2 separate regions of the Mus musculus genome follow, and region 2 is linked to region 1. The links are chromatin contacts, called in public HiChIP or PLAC-seq maps. All regions are on one chromosome and are shown on one strand. The core of a region is the stretch at or near the end of the contact, and the rest is flanking DNA. Distances in the headings are between cores, read along the strand shown. Region 1 has its middle 160 kb from the start of Gm36341. Region 2 has its middle 28 kb from the start of Gm38542.

Region 1 (5,577 bases), core at 115-2,614:
ACTATGTAGTTCTGGGTACTTAGGAAGAAAAAGCAAGGACCACTGAGATTACTGGAGCTTCTGACAACTGGGAAGATGATAGAGGGTTGCCAGCCCTTAGAAGAGAAAGCTTGGGGTTCCACAGGTCACAAGTAACTTGAAAAGTTTTTTTAAAAAAAAAAAATCCTATGTACTCTACGCAAAGACTCCCATGAGATACCCAGGCACTCAGTAATGATATGCTCAAAAGTTCTCAGCAGTGAGCTTTTCACTATAAGGGAACTACAGAAAAGACAGGCAACACTGACGAATATAGTTAAGAGCATAGAGGCCTTCTTTTGCTAGAGGATGTCACTAAGAAATCATGCAACTGTCCTTTGGTTAGAATGGGAAAAGCTGTACCCGACCCCCAAACACCCACCCAAGAGATGGTATTGAAAAATGGAAGGAGCTGCAGGACATAGGGGGTTTCAGCTGCTCCAAAAAAAAGTATAAACACTACAGAGGCAGTCAGTCATGGAGTGAGTTCATTACATGTAAGCTGGTAAAGGCGTAAAAGTTCTCTCTCCCTCTAACCCTTGTACTCCATGAGCATAGGATATCATCTCCCAGCTGTGACTCAGACAGGAAGCCCTCACCCTAGGATAACAAGCTACGACCTACCAAATGACAGGAAACCCTGAGATGGTGACATAGGCATCTTTGTACATTTCTTAAACAAAATAGCAAGGAGATCCAAGGCATAAAGGGGACTTCATATAACTTTGTAGTTCTTACCATTCAAGGAGACACTTAATTTTAACTTCCTGAACATTGTGCGTTGCAGCATGGCCGGCAGAGGTATGCTTTTAGAGAAGAATGCATCCCTGTTGTAGTAGTACGCTCCCTCCTACTATGTGCATAAAGAAAGTATGTGTTTGAGCTGTGACTCCTCTTTCCAGAAAGTCATTTTGTCAAAATGTAAAACTTAATTCTGAAGCTAAGAGTCACGGACAGCTGCACAAAGCATTCTAGGCTTCAGTCTGAAAATGAAACAGTGTAACAGAATAGACTCTTTATTGTAACTGACTACCAAAAGGATGAAAATGGTGTGATTCCAGCTGTGTCATCAAATCAAATAAGCTCTGTAAAAAACTTGGGAAAAAAATTCTTCATAACTTTGCCCCAACACACTTAAAATTGATCCATCCACAATGATCTCTACTCCTGAGCAAAACTGTTTTCATGATTTTTAGAAGCTAAAATAGGAAAGGAAAAATATTTCATATTGTTGTTTCCTAGGACGGTTTTTTTTTAATTCTGTATGCTGTTTTAGATGATCATGCACACCACCAGCCCATGCGGCATGAGGGAGGTAATGCTCCCATTGTTTTCTTGTGGAAGATTGTCCTTCAGGACAAGGCACAGCTGTCAGAGCCTCTGCAGAGCCCTGCTTATTTTGGCAGAGAAAACAATTACGATTTGAAGTTTGTTGACTCCTTTCCAAATATAGATCTCTTGCCTACAAAAGCAGATGACAAGCTATACCAACTCCAGCAACTAAGCATGAAGATTCCTGCTGCCTCCTGAAGACAAAACAACTGAGAGTCTCGGTTGTAAAAAAGCAAGGTTTCAGAATTCATAATATGTTTTAAAAGCCACAGAGAGACAGTGCCTTTATGATCACCATCAACCCTCAACAAATGTCATTATTTGCTTCTGGGTATGGGGGCAAATTCAAAGCCAAAATCTAATCAGTGGGAAGATTTATAAAATTGCACATTTGTTGTTGTGAGTCCATCAAAAGACAAAGCATTTATTTATGCTTGTGTTCCAAGCCTTTTAATTCTGTGTATTTCTATAATTTCTATTAGTCTATAAAGCCCATATATGCTAAAGTTAATTTTCAAGGTAAAAGCTTATGGATTCCTAAGACATTCTGACCTTTGATGTGACATAATGAGATCACCTGCAAGTTTCACACTGGAGAACCACAAACCCAAATTGAGGAAAAATTGTAAGACACAATTCCTAGTATTTTAAGGAAGTTTATGCTACAGATCAGACACACACAACTGACAGTTCTCTCCACTCTGAAAGCCCTATGTCTGGCAGAAGAGGCAGCATGCTAATTTCTGGTTTGGGGAATTTTGAGGCAGAGGAATGTCTATGGCAGAGTGTTAGGCACGTACAAAGCCATGGAGAGACTTGGTGCTAACCTGAAAGCAGGCCTGCCTAACACTGCTGTCCACTAGAGCAGTGTCTCTGGGAAAAGTCACCCTTGGTGGCATAGTGAAAATTGTTCCACTGTGTTATTGTAATTGCCTTCAAAGGTTGTTTTTGTTTGCAGCTTTTGTTTTGTTTGTTTTGTTTGAAAAGAATGAGGTCAGCTAAAAAAAAGGTTTTTTAAAAAAAAACTTTTAAAACAGTTATTGGTTTACATTTTAACTGATATCCCATTTCCTGGGTACCTTCTCCACCAACCCTCCCCCATCCCACCTCTGCTCTCCCCCACCTTTTGCCTCTCCCCCACCCACACTCTCCCACCCCATTGCTCCCACATCCCCCCTATTCTGGGGCATCAAACTTCCAGGGGTTCCCAAAGGCCACTCCTCCTGTTGCAAGGCCATCCTCTGCAGCATCCACATTGAATGGCTCATGGCTATATCTCTAGCACCATGAGGTCAGATGCTCTCTTCTGGACTCCAGGGGCACCTGCACTCATGCATAGACCCACACTCAGGCATATACGTGAGCACATAATTAAAATCAAACTATTATTTTAGTCAAGTGTGGTTGTGGATAGCTTTAATCTTACACTTGGAAAGCAGAAAGAGATCTCTGAGGTTGAGGCTTCTCCTGTCTATTTCTCAAGTACAAAGCTAGTGAAAGACCCTCAAAGAGGGGAGACCCTCACTCAAGTCTCAGGATTACGAGACTCCCCAAGAACTCACGAGAGACTGTCCTTGCTGCAATCTCGGAAGTTTATTAACAGGAACCAGCGCGCTGGGGCTGACTCACATCCCACGCAAGGGTAGAGGAGTTCGACCCGAGTAGCCGGGAAAGGGGGAATGTAAAGGAAAAACCATAATCCAAGGGGGTAGTTAGGGGGTTATTGGAAAATACCAGTGAAGAATCACAAGGGGGAACTAAAAATCACAAGGGGAAACTCCCTGCTTCTCAAGATTGTTCTCAAGATTTTAATCTAATTTTTGTGGTCAGCCAGGTCCTGAAACTGGGTCACTGAACCGGCTTGTGTAATTATTTGTTCTGTGATCAACCAGTTCTTGGAACAGGCTGCTTCAGGACCCAACTATTTTTCTTTCTTGGCTCCAACTTGGTCTAGGGGATCAAAATGAAATTTTCTACATTACACTAGTAAGGGCTACATAGTAAGAGCTTGTCTCAAAAGAAAAAAGAAAAAAACAAATTCAGGGATTTGTATAGGTGAGACTGGACAGAGAGGAGAGATGGGGGCTGTGATGGAGATGTAAAGTAAATACAAATAAATAAATTATTGGAGGAAAAAAAAACCAAAACACTGTTCTTGGACCCATCTTTCCTCCTTCCTAAGTCCTGTGGAGTAAGCCAAGCTGCTATGAGTAGGCTGCTATCCCAGAAAGACCTGCATTCTCCCTCCCCACTACCTCTCCTCCCACATTCAATAGACCTGATGATCCAGAATCATATAGCTAGGCTTCCTTCCCTGTTTGCTGAGTCCTCTGGGAACACCAAACTGCCCTGAACTGCATCAGATATGCAGCTCCTGAGCCATATAGGTCTGCAAACCTGGAACCATAAAACCTAAAGGTGTGCTACAGATAAACCTCTATTGGGTCTCCAATCTGCAGGAAACGGGTTTCTGGTTGCAGGTGAGCAAGGATTGGCGAGAAATGAGAAACAGATGTAGACACAAGGGAGTGATGATTCTGAATGTAATTTCTTTTCCAAGCAAACACCAGGCTTTTAATACAGAAGAAAAACAAGAAGGCTAGGCGAATACATTCATCAGGGTACACTGGTTCTTAACACAAAACAAAGGATATGTATACATAAAAAGATGGCGGGAGCCAGGCCATGTTTTCAACTGAGAATAGGAACAACCCTTAATTAAGAAGATTAGCTAAAAACAGGAGCCAGGTGAATGCTCTGATGCAATGCTAGTCTATTGTTAAACCCACCACTAGGGGTCCTTTAGTAAATATTTGATTATGCTATTCCTCTAGGCCTAGTGAAAAAACCTGCACAAGGGGAATTCCATTCTACTAACCCTTTCATACTACAACCCATCTATTTCGTAGGCCATTATGTATTTCTGTGTTTGGGTGTGACTCAGCTATTGTCCTAAGTAATTACTATGCAGACTAGCCCTGAGCTTTTCTAGCTCTGTTCAAGTAAATTGTAATGCCTACTTAGTTTCACTGTCTCTACTAGAAGTGAATTTGAATGTTACTGAACAGGTAATATTCTTACTGAATTCCAAGCTCAGGGTGGGCTTCAAGGATTATCTTGGACATTGGTGTAGGCCAGGAAGTAAAATTCAACCTGATTTAAGTATTTGTAAAATCATTATTTGGAAGCACACAGATCCATACACCAGACTAACTCGGGGACAGGGTTTGAGTATACGGTATATGGGAATGCCAAGGTTCCAGGAGGCATAGTTTCCTTGAAACTTTTTGCCTCGGGACTGCTTACAGGTTTTCAGGCCTGTCATATGTGTCACTACTGGAGTGGATGTAGCAAAAGTGCCAATCAGATGCTTGCCATGCCATAATTATGTATATTAACACCCTGCCTCCCTAACTACAACAGGAGCAACCAAGGACCAAAGCCATCCAGATGGGTAAAAGCTCTCAAAAGAATACAATCAACAAAAGCCAGGGTAATATGACACCTTAAGAGCACAGCTACCCTACTATTGCAAGCCCTGGATATCCTATCACAACCAAAGGACAGAGAAAAAAATGACCTTAAATCCAACCTTATAAAGATGGTAGAGGTATTTAAAGAGGAAACAAATAAATCTCTTAAAGATATGCAGAGAAATGCCATAAACAGATGAAAAAATAAGTAAACCTGTACAAGATCTGGAAATAGAAACAAAAAAATTTAAGGAGATCCTAGAAATATAAAATTTAGTGAAGAGAACAGGAACAACAGATGCAAGAATCACCAAGAGAACACAGGAGAGGAAGACACAATCTCCGGCAGAGAAGATACAATAGAAGAAACTGATACATCAGTCAAAGAAAATGTTAAAGTTAAAAAGTTCCTGACACAAAACATTCAGGAAATCTGGAAAACCATGAAAAGACCTAACCTAAGAATAATAGGAATAGAAGATGAGAGTCCCAGCTCCAAGGCCCAAAAATGTTTTCAATAAAATCATTGAAGAGAATATTCACAACCTAAAGAAAGAGATGCCTATAAATGTACAAGAAGGTTATAGAACACCAATTAGACTGAACCAGAAAATAAAATTCTCCTAACACATAATAATCAAAACACAAAAAGTACAGAACGAAGAAAGAATATTAAAAGCAGCAAGGGGGAAGGGGCAGGTAACATACAAGGGGAGATCTATCAGAATTACACCCAACCTCTCAACAGACACTT
Region 2 (4,979 bases), core at 1,210-3,709, 270 kb after region 1:
GAGGCACATGTAATCTACTGCAGATGTCAGAGCCCCAAAGACTGGGTTAGTGATGGCTGTTCATTCCTGGCTCCCCGAGTTTGTCTACCGTCCCTGAAGTGTGACCCCTGATATGATCTGCTTTGTCGTATAACTGTGTTTTCACCTGAAAACCTATCCCAAGTCCCTGGTTCTGTCGAACTGAAAGAGAGTTAGCAGACTGTGTAGGTACACCACTGTCCATGGCATTAATGTCACTGTCCATCAAGGCATTGACCACATTTACTTAGCATGGGTATTGCACCTACATTCATGTTTATTGGCCATTCCTCCCAAGATCCTCAGGGGTAGGGGCTCCCTGCCGTCTGCAAGGTTCAGTAAGGTGGAACAACTTGCTGGGAGCTTTACAATGCGAAGAGAGGCTGTGCCAGAGCTCCCTGGTGCTGTCTAGCCCGAGAGACATAGAGTTCCATTTTGAACAATCCATCAACAGAAGGCCGTGGAGCTGAACATGAGCCAGGAAGTTCATACTGCAACTAAAGGAACAAATTCAGCCACCACCACCACCCATTTCCAATATATTTCCCAAGCTGATCTCTCCCTATACATAAGGCTATGGATACAGTGCAAAGAATACATGGGGCAGTGCCCAGTAACCGAGGGAGAATGAGAACCCCCTGCCCCACCCTGACATTCTCAACACCACCCTGCACCTCAGAGAGCAAAGCCATGTGAGCGTGTTTCTTCCTCTTGTCAAACAAGAGCTCAGTCTATTTAAATGTCCCTCATCACCCCACCCCCACAATCACACACTCTGTAGCCAATACCACATCATGTCTCTAATTTAGATTGTTTATATCCCTGTATCTTTGAAAACCCTCATCAATTTGGTTTTCTTCTCACTTAATTTCTCCTGCTCCGCACATATGGCAAGCTGTGCTTCTTGAAGTATTGTTTTCCCCAGGACACATTTTATTCCCTTAGCTCTTGAATAGTACCAATAGGATTTATTATCAAGCAAGTGCATCTTGGACTCATTCAAGTAGGATTAGAACCAATCCAGCTTAATAGCAAGTCTGTCTCGCAAGGCAGCCCTAGTTTAATAGCAGGAGCTGGGAGACAAAGAGTTCCAGTCCTCGTTTCAGTGCTCCCTGGCTATGTGATCCTGAATCACCGAACATCTCTGAGCCACAGCTGGCTGGCTCAGCAACAGATCAGGATAACAGTAACATATCTCATGGTATAGCCATGGTATACAGAGAACATGTCACAGGTGACGTACTCAACAAGGGGAAGGAAATACTGTTTTAACAGATTCCTTATATGTCATGAATTTCAGTTTCCTGTAAAAGCCAAATTAAAATGTGACCTAAGAGGATCAGCCAGAGTGACAAATGTAAACTGCCTCTTGTTTTGATGACCGCTCTTCAATGGCGATGACTGCGGCAGACTGTTTTATAAGCATTTGTCTCTTCTGACAGGAGCATTCCAGGGACCCTCCACAGCATCACATGAGAAAACTAAGGCCCCTTCTCAATTATCTAAGATGACACATTGTCATAATCTATTCTCAAGACTGTCTCCTTTCTCACCTCACTAGAACGCCATGGTTTTTTGAGTTCCTTAAAGAAATGCCTTTGAAGTGAGAGCTCAGGAAAGTGAGCAGCCAATGTGCTGAATGGATAATAGAGTAACAATGGACAGTTAATTGATATGTACCACGCACCAAGCACTGTTCTCTAGATTTACATATATTAAGTTCTTTAATTAAAAGATCATAGCATCTGCAGTGCTGGTCATAGCTCTGTCCCTGCTGGCAACCACAGTCCGTAGACAGGTGACTACGGAGCATGTGACCTGTGGTTCTCATTCAAGATGAAGATTTGGACCAGAGCCCTAGAACATAAGCATCGATGCCCCTCGCTCTGCGTGGTCTGCCTCCAGCATCTTATCCTGAGGGAAGAGTTCTCTCCCAGGAGATACGTTGTATTTGCAAAGCCACAGGAAAAGGAGTTTACATCTTGGAGAAAGTGAGAGGGAGCAGGTCTGCCTGAGGCCAAATCACCAAAGCAAAAGGCTCAGATTGGTTGTGATACTTCCCAGTGTACCTCCATCTTGGCCCTGCAGACCCATTCCCATCCCTTCAACTGCACCCACATACACACACACACACACACACACACACACACACACACACACACACCAAAGAAATCAATCATGCACACTCTCACATGCACACAGGGAGAGAAGTATGGTTCTGACTCCTTGTGGCATAAATTTTGGATCAGCTTCATTAGGCTAACCATCTGGGTCATTTCAATTCTGTTTCTAGCCCTGACATAATTACAGCCTCAAAATCAGCCATTCTCCACCTCCATCCCTTCCCACCCCAGCTGCACCAGCAGGAAAGTCTGCAGAGAATACAATTCATGCTTAGGGAACATCACATGGTCTCTGTTGCTGAGAGCATAAGAAAGCCTATCCTGCTGAGGACTATGAATCCCTTCAAACTGCATCTCCTTCCTGCCTCCATCTCTGCTGTCTCTGAACTCTCTGTGGTGACTAAGCTCATAATTGGGACAGAATCCAACAGATAAAATATGACTCTGTAATTCCATCTGCATCCATCCAAATTGTACTGGAACGGCTGCTGGGCCTTTGGCCTCCTGCTAACAGCTTACTTTTATTTATGCTGAAGGAAACGATGATGGCTTGGGTTAATATAGTCAATTGCAGGCCCTAATAATTCCCAAGCTTACAAAGGGTAAGTGGCTAATGTATATAGAAATACAGTTATTGGAAGAGACTGTCTATTAAAGTCCTTGAATTGCTGAGTTTTTTTTAACTGTGGGATCTAAATGGTTGCAGGAAATAGAGGGAAAGCCTATGGATTCATCAGCCAATCGATTTACCCCATGTAAAAGTTGTCTTTAAAGACTAAAAAAGAAAAGGCACTAACATTATAAATAAAAAGTCTGTTTTATTGATTTTGTTTGCTGAGCTGATCTCTTAAATATCTCTGCCTCCTCCTTATGTCTAATTTATTTATTCATCGGGCAACATTTATAATGTTTACCACCATCCACTAAAATATGAAACTGTCAGCAAACTAACCACAATCCCTGCCCTCATGGAGCTCATGGCCAACTAGAGGCATGGTGCAGAAAGGTTCTCTATAGCAACCATGCAAAAAGAGAAGTGCAAGGTACCAAGACAGTGCATAGAGCAATGGGGTCATCCCAGTGACTCCTAAAGTGAGTCATCAGAAACACATAAAGAAACACTTACCAAGTTAAAAGTCAGCCCAAGAGTCATGGGTAGGAGGAAGCCTATATTCCAGGCAGGGAAAGTATGAATGAGCAATACCCATGAGGCTGCAGAGATCAAGTCTCCTTCTAAGCAGTAGAGGCACTATTCTACAGCTGAGTTTTGCAGTATAAAGGAGCCAAAAGTGGGAACGTGGCTAGATCAGTAAGGAGCCGACCACAGTCTTTACCCCAAAATTTAAGTCCACTTTCCTAAAGCAAAGAAGGCCCATATATAGGCTTCACTGGTAGAAAAATTATTCTTTGAGCTATGTGAAAGAAGAAAATTGGCTAGCCGGGCGTGGTGGCACACGCCTTTAATCCCAGCACTTGGGAGGCAGAGGCAGGCTGTTTTCTGAGTTCAAGGCCAGCCTGGTCTACAAAGTGAGTTCCAGGACAGCCAGGGCTATACAGAGAAACCCTGTCTCGAAAAACCAAAAAAAAAGAAGAAGAAGAAGGAGGAGGAGGAGGAGGAGGAGGAGGAGGAGGAGAAAGGAGGAGGAGGAGGAAGAGGAAGAAAATTGGATGGACACACATTGAAAGTACCTAGTAAAATCCAAGACAAAGTCTGAGAATTCTTGAAAAATGAAGACTTGGCACATGCAGGTTACTTTTTGCCCTAATGTGCTCAAACAACTCAGTTTCAACAGAATAGTGCTGGAAAATTCTAGGCTGAGTAGTTTTAGTGAGTCTCCCTGTTGGCGACTATGGTGGCCATCTATCTGTCCCTAAGATGCACAGCTACACTAAGGACAAACCACTACCAAGTCATTTGGGAAGTCAGCACAACCTGGAACTTGAACACAATAACTTTTCATGCTTACAAAAACCACTAGCAGCCAACATCGTTAACTGAACCAAGCTCGAGCTTCCAAGGAACATTCCTGAAGAATCCTAACAGACATCGGACAAATTATCTAATGGTCCTACATCCCACAATACAGGGTATTAAGTCTATTCAATGCACACACACACACACACACACACACACACACACAATCTCTTCCACTTCACTAAAATGGACATCTTTCTCAGCTGCCAGCACTTCCTCCTTAAAGGAGAATTCATAGATGGCAATCCAGTTCTTCGTAGGCATCAGCATCTGTGGCTGCAGAGTCTAAGGTGGAGGATAGAAAGAAGGGGCCTTTGTGCAGGCTTTGAACCATGACAAACCTATGGGTGACTTCTCTGCTTCACCTGCTGTCCACATCTGTATGGAATGCCACACAGGGGGTAATTTACAAAGAGTTCTACCTCTTATCATTCTCAAGTCTGGATTGTCCAGGATCGGTAGACTGCTTGTCTGGTCAGGGCCTAGTTACTGAACCAAAGCATGGTGGAGGGCATGACATGGCAAAAGTAGTCACTTTATACAACACATCACTCCTGTGAGAGTCAATACAATCCCATAATAATAGCATTAAGCCACTCCTGAGAGCAAGTGTGCATATCTCAAAAGTGTCATTCAGATTTCAACATGAACTTTGGAGAGGACATTCAAACCATAGCACACTGATCACACTAGCTCACTGATCACATAAAGATATGCTCAGAGGCTAACAAAATGAGAGCAACCTCAACACAGGCAATGATGGGGAAGATGTTGTCCATCCAATAAGTTACATAGGCCGTGGCTAAGGACCAGGAGAAGAAGACTCTATGAAGAATATTTTAATGTGGTATGTGCACAAAGGA

Evidence for each region. HiChIP or PLAC-seq counts read pairs in DNA pulled down with a chosen protein or histone mark.
Region 2: an H3K27ac HiChIP or PLAC-seq map of SST interneurons shows a contact between it and region 1, with 11 times the contacts expected there. The contact joins two enhancer-like sites. A contact is called at or near these places in 1 of 39 promoter capture datasets (liver), 1 of 15 datasets of contacts at CTCF or cohesin (pro-B cells), 7 of 484 Hi-C or Micro-C datasets (the HL-1 cell line, cortical neurons, embryonic stem cells and 3 more) and 2 of 115 datasets of contacts at active chromatin or transcription factors (SST interneurons and stem cell-derived neural progenitor cells).

Annotation. Positions count from the first base shown.
Region 1 is chr3:78,634,182-78,639,758 of GRCm38.p6, forward strand. No RefSeq gene overlaps it. Among named protein-coding and RNA genes, the nearest start is that of Gm36341, 160 kb to the right of the region's middle. Within about 2 kb of position 1,365, at least 11 of the 459 cell types and tissues checked have an H3K27ac peak or open chromatin away from gene starts, as enhancers often do. A contact at or near this core is called in SST interneurons, where this site is marked.
Region 2 is chr3:78,906,217-78,911,195 of GRCm38.p6, forward strand. No RefSeq gene overlaps it. Among named protein-coding and RNA genes, the nearest start is that of Gm38542, 28 kb to the right of the region's middle. Within about 2 kb of position 2,460, at least 21 of the 459 cell types and tissues checked have an H3K27ac peak or open chromatin away from gene starts, as enhancers often do. A contact at or near this core is called in SST interneurons, where this site is marked.